Linked DNA regions of Sus scrofa: region 1 is linked to region 2. Evidence: chromatin contacts called from public Hi-C data. All regions are on one chromosome and are shown on one strand. The core of a region is the stretch at or near the end of the contact, and the rest is flanking DNA. Distances in the headings are between cores, read along the strand shown.

What was found. Hi-C and Micro-C count contacts between places; a contact is called where the count stands out from the background.
Region 1: a contact with region 2 is called in a Hi-C map of liver, with 4 times the contacts expected there. The contact joins two enhancer-like sites. A contact is called at or near these places in 1 of 5 promoter capture datasets (liver), 21 of 47 Hi-C or Micro-C datasets (brain, embryonic fibroblasts, fetal heart ventricle and 11 more) and 1 of 2 datasets of contacts at active chromatin or transcription factors (skeletal muscle).

The regions. Positions count from the first base shown.
Region 1 is chr13:61,189,597-61,194,890 of Sscrofa11.1, reverse strand. All of the region lies in intron 5 of ITPR1 (inositol 1,4,5-trisphosphate receptor type 1), which reads right to left. Among named protein-coding and RNA genes, the nearest start is that of ITPR1, 120 kb to the right of the region's middle. Within about 2 kb of position 2,925, at least 9 of the 83 cell types and tissues checked have an H3K27ac peak or open chromatin away from gene starts, as enhancers often do. A contact at or near this core is called in fetal liver and liver, where this site is marked.
Region 2 is chr13:60,940,530-60,945,764 of Sscrofa11.1, reverse strand. No RefSeq gene overlaps it. Among named protein-coding and RNA genes, the nearest start is that of SUMF1, 94 kb to the left of the region's middle. Within about 2 kb of position 3,849, at least 10 of the 83 cell types and tissues checked have an H3K27ac peak or open chromatin away from gene starts, as enhancers often do. A contact at or near this core is called in fetal liver and liver, where this site is marked.

The sequences.
Region 1 (5,294 bases), core at 1,676-4,175, 250 kb before region 2:
TTCACGGTTATGAATGCAAGTTTTCTGCATGTGTCTCAACCTTTTAAAACAAGGGTCTATTCAAAGGCTTCCCTCTTTCTCTTTCAGAAGTAGATACCAGCCTGCTATTCTCACAGTTACAGAAAGATAATATCCACTGGATTCAAGACATACCCAGAAATAATACAAGCGCAAAAGCCACAGCAATCCTTGCACCATGCAAACTGCCCTGAGCACAGTCCTCCCTGCTCACTTCCCCCTTCACCAACATCTTCCCTTCCCTTCCTCCCACCTCCATTCTCCCTATTTTCATGCCTGAAAGGTACTCTCTCCAGAGAGCTCCACAGTACCCATAGGTTCTCTAGGTAGGTTTCCAACACACACACACAAAAAAACACTGGACCAAATCCACTTGGAAGGCAGGTCTGAATGAAGAGTCATTTATTCTTTCTGCTAAGCAGTTCTCAGAGAATAAGAACAGGAAATTCAAGAAAGGGAAAAAAAATGCCAAAGGGGGGAAAAAACAATGGATTCAAATAAAAACATTTTCCAACAAATAGGAACAGTTTTTCTCTGCTCAAAACATCACACTAAAAGGATTAACCTTTAGAGAATTATAAAGTAATGTTTCTTAGACTTAAATGATACAAGGACTTCTTTTTAAGAGGGAAAATTCTCATAGATATTCCTCTTACTCTCAAGAATTTCCAGGGGCTTCAATTAAAGAAATATTTAATCAAAAATATTAAACTCCTGCCTCTGTTTAGACTAAGTATATTTTATTTATTTATTTATCTATTTATTGCTTTTTAGGATCACACCCAGGGCACACAGAATTTCCCGGGCTAGGGCTTGAATCAGAGTTATAGCTGCCAAACTACAGCACAGCAACAGTAGCAAGGGATCTGAGCTGCATCTGTGACCTACACCACAGCGCATGGCAAGGCCAGATCCTTAAACCTCTGAGCAAGGCCAGGGATCGAACCTGCACCCTCATGGATACTAGTCAGGTTCTTAACCCACTAAACCAAGGTGGAAACTCCCCAGACTAAGTATAAAAATGGTAGCTCAGTGGTCACTGGCATATCTAAAAGGAAATGGCAAATTAGTCACCAAGAGGGAAAATATTCCCTATTCAAGACTAATTAAACACCAGCAGCTCTAAAGATTTAGAGTATTTGTCAGAAAAAAACATACAAAAAGTAAAATGAGAACATAAAATACAAAATTGGAGAATAAATTATCTAAAAATAGCAAATATCACATCTGAAACTCTGTTAAAAGGTTTAATGATGACCAAATCTACACATTACTGAATAAATACCCAATATATTAAGCTTATGGACCATTCTAAGAATCCACTTTTTCTGTAAGTCCTCTTTAAGGAAAAAACTTTCCCAGTCATTTCACCTTTTACATAAATACTATTTATGTGCTCATTTGTGTTCACATATCAGTCTTGAGGTAACTCCCTCCACAAAATCGAATTTTTTTCCTTCTTCTAGTTTTATTGATATAACTCAAATATAATTTGGCTTTCAGAAAAAAAAATCCACCATGATTTTTAGTTTAATAGGTGAGGCAAAGGCTTGATAAAAAGGAAGGTAAAACCATACCTGGGCCCACTGATCAAGGCTGCTTTCACCCGTGGTAAAAAATGAGATCTGGTCTATCAAATCCCTCAATTATATGCTAAAGATGAGCCTACAGTCTAAGACAGTCAATCTGTATAACCCTACTAAAGAATAATCAGGTACTATCTACCAGTTTTTCAATGTACATAACTTTAGCCGAACCACTTCTGATCATCTCTCTAAGAAGATAATATGGCATATGCACAAGGCCATAACCACTATTTTTTTCTCAGAATGGCAAAAAATTGTCAGGATCCCGAATACCTCACATCCCCATAGGGATAGGCTAAAATTACAGTGCTGCCATACCATGTCTGGTTTCAAGCAGCCATTAAAAATAAAAACAGAGATACCTATTTATTCATGAAATAGTAAGTGGGGAAAAAAGAAAGCGAAAGGAAAAGAAGTGAGATGGTATGCCCCCACTGATACTTTAAAATATGGAAATAAAAGAATAAAATAGGGGGTGGGGGATGGGGCACACACCAAATATAAACCATGGTTATCTTTGAAGAATAAGATCTGAGATCATAACCGTTTTTTCCCTTTTCTTACTCATGTATATTTTGGAACTCACTTCCAATAACACTCACACGTGACATTTCTTCAGAAACATTTTCATCACATCTCTGTGGCAAGAAGCCTGGATTTTTTAAAAGCCATCTTAAATGTGTTATTTTTTTCAATATTCATAAATCCCAATAATTAAAGTACCTGTTGCACTTTTCCTTTACACAACAAGTTGAGGACAATTCTGACTTTCTAAGGAAGAAATCACTCTAGGCTATGGTCTCTATCACCCTTATTCACCATGGACATCACCATGTCCCCTAGGCAACATCAAGGTCAACCCTGTCACAGTCACCTGTTATTTTATTCCAGAAATAGAGAAACCATTATTACATTACTAAGAGAGGTCACTGGAACAATGGGGGAAAGGTTATTTATTTAAGGTCAATAAGCTCTGAATTACATAACATAATATTGAATTAAGGCTTCTGAAAACAAACAAGGCAGGAGCCAGGCATCAGAGGACAATAAAGACTTGTCACTCTGGTTCTTCCTAGCTTGTCAAAGTTACAGCTTAATGTACCATCTCTAAGAACCAAAACAAGGCAAGTGCTTTTCCAAGGTATAGGAAAAATGCCGTCAGGAAAGAGCAGTCGAGGCCCACCGAACCTTATGTGATTTGTGGACAGGGGAAGCTCATTTTGACAAGATTTTGGGAAATCACAACCAGGGGTGTTAGGATCCAGTTACTCCCGCAGAAGGAACAAAAGCACACAGCAACCAGCCACTAGATGTCATTCTCCTTCAGAGTGCAGCTGGTAAGTGGCAGATCCTAGTCAAAAGGAAGTCAAGTGGTCTAGACAACTAATTCCTTAAATGGCATTAATTTAAAATAATCTGACCTTTGATTGGGGTGCTCCACACTAGTTGACAAAAATAAAAATGAAAAACCACTGGAGACTGGTCATCAGCCCCAAAGGCAAGAGGTGTCCCAAAATACAACATTTTAATGACTGCACTAGAAAATGCAGATGATTTTCAGTCACTAGGGGAAAAAGGTCCAACTAAGCAGGGAAGTAGAAACTGCACAAAGTTAACATCCAAGACCCAAAAGTCACATCAGCAATCCTCAATCAGGGGACACTGCTGGTTTCCTCTTAAATGTTATGCAAAGCAAAAACAGCATGAAAGAGAAAGGCCATTGTTTGTTTATTTTAATAAGGAGTTCAAAGTTTGGGGTCACCTTTAGACTGCATTTCTCAACAGTGTGTTTTTCACAGTACATCTATGGGAAGGAGCATGAAAATGAATTGCTGATAAAATAACACACTTATCACAGGCTACAAATGGGCAAAATAATATCATCCTGCTTGAGCCATTATTGGGTTGATAGTATGTTTTAAACTCCAATGGAATTAGCTGCCAATATTCTGTAAGAACTGTGATACGACATATGACAGCGTGGATTTTCAGCTTCTCTTGAAGAAAGAGAAGATGTGGTGGCCTCTCTCAGCCCACCTTCCCATGCAGCACCAGCAGGGGAGCAGAGCCGCCCGCTCCAGACCCACTCATGTGCACATGCCACTGAGCCACCTGGCCCACCTAGCTCCCTCTACTCTAAGTGGGAATCTGAGTACCGGAAGCAAAAAAGCACAGGAGAAGGGTTGAGATGTACTAAGAAGATCTCATCAGGCACAATGATTTCCAGCAGAGAATGGGGAGACAGAACCACTAAAGACATGCGTTCCTTCCACCAAGATAACCCCACAAGCGTACGTGCTAAGCAGCTCTCCCAGGAGACTTGACGAACTGAGCAACTTTTCCCACCCACTCAACACGATTCCCATGCTCCCAGCCCAGACTTCCGGGGCCATCCTGGATCTTCACAATGACTGGGTGAGGAGGGATGTGCTACTGATACTCGGTGGACAAGAGCCAAAGATGCCAGCTGCCCTGAAATGCACAGTACAATCCCATCCAAGGAAGAAGCATCATTCCTCCCATAAGACAGGATATCCTGGTGCACAAGCACATGGGTTCCAGAGCTGTCTGCAACTTCTAAGCCTAGTCCCTAACTCATTTTACACATGAACACAAAGCACAGTTTTGCATGGTTTAATACTATTGTTAACACATTTTCCAAAATGCAAGTACTATTTATTAAAGAGAAGAAAATACCTTGCAATTCTTCCTAACATTACCAGGAGCAGTGACCATCTGGAAAATCGCATTGTGGAAAACATGCTTTTTAGGTCACCAGAACTACACACCTCTATCAGCCAGTCTTCAGCTGACTCGTTCATGGGGATTACACAAAAGAGTGTAAGTATGTATTTCCTATGTCATCCAGAGTGACTGTGCCTTTTAATAAAGTATACAATTATCACTTTCCTTTTATTTTGCCTTTATAATTCATTTTAAAAATTTTGGTATCTGGAGAGGTTATATTATGCATAAATTTTCTTTCCCATTGATACAGTTACCTAATATCTGCTTTTCAGAGGAAAGAATGGGTCTGTTGAGGTTGAGACTATCTGTTCTAAAATGATTAATGATTCAATCCCTGAAGTCTTCAAAGTAATATCCTTGTTTCTGTTGTTTTTTCTTCCTCTATCCACTCACACCTACAAATGTTTCCCTCAGAGGCTTACTTGACACTTTCTCCTCCTCCTCCAGGAAGCCCTCCCTGACCACCATATCACACACCCTTATTCACAAGAGTGGATTTGGGTGCCCCTTCTTGGGTCCCCCTCCCATAGCCTTAACGGTTCACTACTTCTTTATTCTTAATTAGCTATTAAGCTTCCAGAGGGTTAAAATGCTGTCACTGTTTTATCACCATCACCTAGCACAGGGCTTATTCATTCATTCAGAATATATTTCTTGAGGACTTACTATGTGCCAGACACTATTCCCCTCACAGGGGAAGCAGGGTTCAGCAGGCACAAAGTCTGCATTTCATTATAAGTGTAACGTGTGCCTGTGCATCCTCACACCAGACGACAAACTCACTGAGGTTAGGAACCTGTTCTTCTAATCATGCCTGGAGCACTCACCCTGTCTAACACAGCACATGGTGAATAAAGCCCTACCTGACCCAGTGCAAATGGTTGTGACTTTTCCATTTATTAGGCAAAAACAGAGCAAGCAGGAGCTCTAGAGTGCTTACAG
Region 2 (5,235 bases), core at 2,600-5,099:
TATAGCATAAATATTTGGGGGCGTGTTTTGGCTTAGTCTTTAGAATTGCATTTTTAGTAAGAGCACAATGTTAGAAAGCATTTAAAATGAAATCGTAACCAGCCCTTCTTTTAAAAAACACATTATTAGGTTACTGACTAGAGATTGCACCAAACTACTGACAGCTGTGGCCACTACCCTTTGTAATATTGAGTGTTAACTTATGAACAGACTGACAACATTGTAGTATAATGATTGCAGCCTTAATGCCATATGTGCATTCTTGAAAAAAACCTCACCTTTTGTAAAATCATACCTAAAAAGTAGGGAGCGTAAGGGAGAAATAGAGGTAGGGAGAAACCACTGAAATCTTAAGGAACTTTGTAACCAGAGGACTATCAAAAATAATAATGATCCTCAGTTAAATCTGCAGTGTCTTTTGAAGCCATCATTTCAGCCAGTCAGTCCTTTGTGGCCCTAAGCCCTGGGGTGCCTCCTTCTTCCTTCTCCAAGATGTTAGTTTTTTGGTTGTTTTTGTTTTTATCGAAGTATACAATGTTGAGTTAGTTTCATATATACAGCAAACTAATTCAGTTACTCATATATGTATTTGTTTTCAGATTCTTTTCCATTATAGGTTATTACAAGATATTGAATATAGTTCCCTGTGCTATATGGTAGGTACTTGTTATTTATCTATTTATGTAAATATAATATATATATTATATATATATAATAGTAGAGTGTTAAGATATAAGTTTTTAATGGCATTTGCTTTTAATGGAGACCACTTCTATCAAAAGTAAAGATCTGATTGGGGAGTTCCCATCGTGGCACAGCAGAAACGAATCTGACTAGGAACCCTGAGGTTGCGGGTTTGATCCCTGGCCTCGCTTGGTGGGTTAAGGATCCGGTGCTGCTATGAGCTGTGGTGTAGGTTGCAGACGAAGCTTGGATCCTGCATTGCTGTGGCTGTGGTATAGGCTGGTGGCTGTAGCTCCGATTTGACCCCTGGCCAGGGAAACTCCATGTGCTGCAGGTGTGGCCCTAAAAAAAGGCAAAAAAAAAAAAAATCGGAGTTTAGATTTTTGTATCAATCTTTTTTAAGATGGGGGAATTTTTTGTAGTATCTTTATTTGAATGCTCAGATTTTCAGAGAGATTAAGATAGGGCAGATTTTAGCTATTTTGAAGCCACTAAATCACTATTTATGCTTCCAGAGGATTAAAAAAATTGGGGTGGGGAGAGATCTTCATATATTGTTAAAGTTTTAAGTTGCAAGAATGTTTACCCCTGATTGTTTCAAAACACATCTCTAATAACATATACCCCAACATAACTTCCACATCCTTCTGTCTTCCAACTTATGTTTACTAATCACTTATGAGCTATTTCTGCATCAAAGAAATATTCATTGTAGCAAAACAGATTACTTGGCTGATAAGCCAGTACCAATGTTGAGACTCTGTTTTGTTGTTACTGCTGCTTGTTTTTTTAGGAGCTCATATATTGGGTCTATGCTTCTATTTCATTTTTTGCCCCATTGAAGCATAGAGGAAATTTAATCTGTGTTCTCAAATCTGCTTTGGTCCTGAATCCTGGACAATTTCTTTATTTTTAGGGGTGTACGCAAGGGGCTGATTAGGTAACAAGTCACATCTTCTTTTTAAAAGCCATGTAAACATGTTTAGAAGAGGGAAAGGGATGGGGAATGATGGTCATCTTGATCAAGAGTGATGTTTCCTTCTTGGAAAGCATCAAATTACACAGAGACCTCGAACTTTGTATGGTTCAGCCTACAGCTTAAAATGAAATACAGATCTGCATCAATGAAGACTTTTCTTTTTTAAGTCCTCCCTCCCTGCCTTGGTTTGTTTGTTTGTTTTGATAAAGCATCTCTGTTGTCCATATGACCCTTTAGGAAAAAAAAGAGATGCTGTTCATTTTAGTAAGTATTTATTTGGGCTAGAATGTGGTGGGGTAATGGCTCCAAACTAATATATTGGTAACTTCTGTAGAAATGGACCGTCTTTACTGAGAATTCTATTGTTGACATAAAATAAGGCAACAGGTCTTTCATCTATGAGAAGCTCACAATTTTAGGCTTCTTGCCCTCACCTTTTCAAAATGGCTTATGTTTTCAGGCTACACAGAATTGTTTTATGTGGTAAAATCCATAGTGGACTTAATAAAAGGAGTATTTTGAAAAAAATAAGGAAATATGGGGTTTTTTTTTGGTTCTGAGACTTTAGGAATTTCATACAAGAGACTAAGGTGGGATTTATTTTTCTTTATAAAATGATATTTTGCATGCATTTCTTCCTCATTCCTTCCACTAACCTCCCCACTGGCAATATTTCTCATCAGGGAGTTAACCTGCAGGCTGGCGATTAGGTGGAATTCAGGAGGTGTGGAGCCTGGCTCTCGAGGGAACAGGGCCCAGGCTGAATGTGTGAGTGATGCCCATTCTAAAGGCGCTGCCACTGCTCTGCCCTCCCATGGCTGCTGTGCAGCAGTGCCAGCCCAGAGTTGCTCTGTACCCCAGTTTCTGTGAGTAGCTGGTTGTCTGCATTCTCATGTGAAGTCTTCTGAGTTTTTAATGTTGGCAACCAAATCAGATTTAAAAAACAAAACAAAACTGGACGTTCCCATGGCGTCATGGGTTGAGGATCTCGCATTGCTGCACCTATGGCACAGGTTACAACTCTAGAGGGGGTTGAATCCAGCCCAGGAACTTCTACAGGCCACAGGTGTGGCCAAAAAAACAAAAAACAAAAAACCCTCGAAAAACAAACACGAATACACACTGTGAAGACCTAATAAATTGCTTCTGTAGCCAGATTTAGTCTGGAGGGTGCAAGTTTTCAACCTAGATTATGAAAATTTATTCATTTCAAGGAGCACAAAATCTTGTATTCCTTTCTGGAAAATGATCGAGTAAATAATGTACCAGTTATAAATGTCCAACTGTGAGAAAGGGCAGTGGCTTGCCCAGGACATCATCTTAGCAGAATTGCCTTCTCTCCATCCCCATGCCATCCCACCTAAAATCATTTAACAGCCATGGGTAATCTCAGCAGTGCTCTCAACAGTTCATTTTCATTAACTGGCACTTACTACTGAATTTGCAGACAAATATCAAAGAATAGCAGAAATGTCAGTTTCTTGACTGTGAGTGTCATTTATTAAAACTTAGTTCTCTGTAATACAAACTACCCCAGAGTAGGCCTTGTTTTTATAGGTTTTGCCAGAATCAGTCATGCTATTAGTAAAAGATGGCCTTTGTTGTTTAAAAATGCCGTGGAAATTATTAACTCCAAGAGCCTCAGACGGAGCTCTGGCAGCAGGCCAGAATGCCTGACTCTTTATGTTGAGGCCATTGGAGCAGCAATCTAATTTTTTGATTAAGCAAAATCATTACAAATAGTATTCAGATAGGCTGTAAAATGAGAAATGCTCTTCTCTGAAACTTGCCCTATTTAGGATTGGAAAGTTGACGGGATTATCGCCAAGGGGTGGAATTTTTCAGCTTCAAATCAGATTCTAATCTGCCCCCAAATGGTAATTGACCCCAAAATCATCATTATGAGAAGGCTGGTTGGGCCTTTGGAATTAGTCACCATTGTCAGGCAAGAAGGTGATTCCATTTCAGAGTAAATAAAGGTCTGGTAGATCCTTTCCTACCCCTGGGTCGGGGCCATGTTTTACAAACTCCTTGTTTTCTTTGCTGAGGAAATGGAACACCCATCAGAGCAACTCTTTTCCAGCATGTAAATTTGGCACCTCAACAGGGTAACATTAGAAGCTCTGAATCAACACTGAGGGGGAAAGTGAAACCAACTAACAGTCAATCAGGGAACAGAGATAAGCCCTTCCTTGTCAGGTGGCACTGATAAAAAGTTCACCTGCATTTAGTTTGGTGCCTGTGAAGAAGGGCCCTTTGTGGTTGCTTTTTTGAAGACTATAGTTTTTCTCTGTTTCAGACACTTGACAAATAAAATTTAATTTATTTACTTCTAATTGACACCTAAGGATGCCCTTTAATCTCTTCCATTAGCTTCTTTAAAAGGCAGTTTAGCATCATATGAAAAAAGCACCAGAATAAGATTATCTGGGATTATTTACCTACCCCTCCACCTACCTACCTTGTGACCTTAGCAAGTAATGCCCTCTCAGGCAAATGGGGGCAATGACCTCTTGGGCTTGTGGGGAGATATGAAATGATGCAAAAATATTTAGCACAAATTACTTTGGCAAAGTGCTTACTAAGTACTTGTTTCTATTAGGAGTATGATTATTAAGATAGAGGAGCAGGAAGGTACCACCAAACAGTCCTGATCAATCCTGGGGTTCAGCTTAGAACAGAGAGCCAAGTGAGCTGAGAGGGAGAAAGATCAAAGAGGCTGGATTTAAAAGCTTAACTAGACCTCTATCTCAAACACTTAAAAAGAAAGAAAGAAAGAAAAGCTGACATGATTGATTCCCAAACCTCTGTTAATACTTAAATTTGAAAAATGTGCTGATATTGTACCGTCCATCTGTTCCCCAAAGTTCTCTTTAAAGGAGAAAATTAGATCTGGTTATTTCTACATACATTGTATAATTCTGAAGCTTTTCCTCTTCAGTCTCTCTCACAAAGAACCTCTGGCAGGTTTAATATCAAGAAAATGTCATTTGTAGGCATAACAATAATTAAAAGAAAGAAAACAGACAAGGGAGGGCAGAATCTTGGCCAATAATATGTTGACTAGCCTGTTAATGTTACATATGTTTTCAATGCTAATTTGCATTCCAGAGAATTTTTTTAAAAGGTAATTCTGCTAAGTCATTTAAATTATTTCTTATTTAATTTTTCTCTGAGATGATTGGTCCATGATCTAGACTCTAACCTCATAAATTACCAGATTTAAAACTCCAGGTGGAGAGTTCTCCTGTGGCACAGCGGGTTAAGGATCTGGAGTTGTCACTGCAGTGGCTAGGTCACTGATGTGGCATGGGTTCGATCCCTGGCCAGGCAACTTCCACATGCCTTGGGGAAAAAAAAAAATAACAACAATGAAAACAAAACCCTCAAAACGATGTCCAAAGGTCCAAAGAATAGTTGAGGGTTTGGCAGCCCTCACAGGGATTGGTGCAACAGGTTTTGAGAACAGTAGCTCTCAAAGTGTGGTCTCTGGACCCCATTTAGGGGGCTGAGTCGAAATTGTTTTCCTAATAATAAGATGTGGTTTGCCTTTTTTATGAGTGTATGGTGAG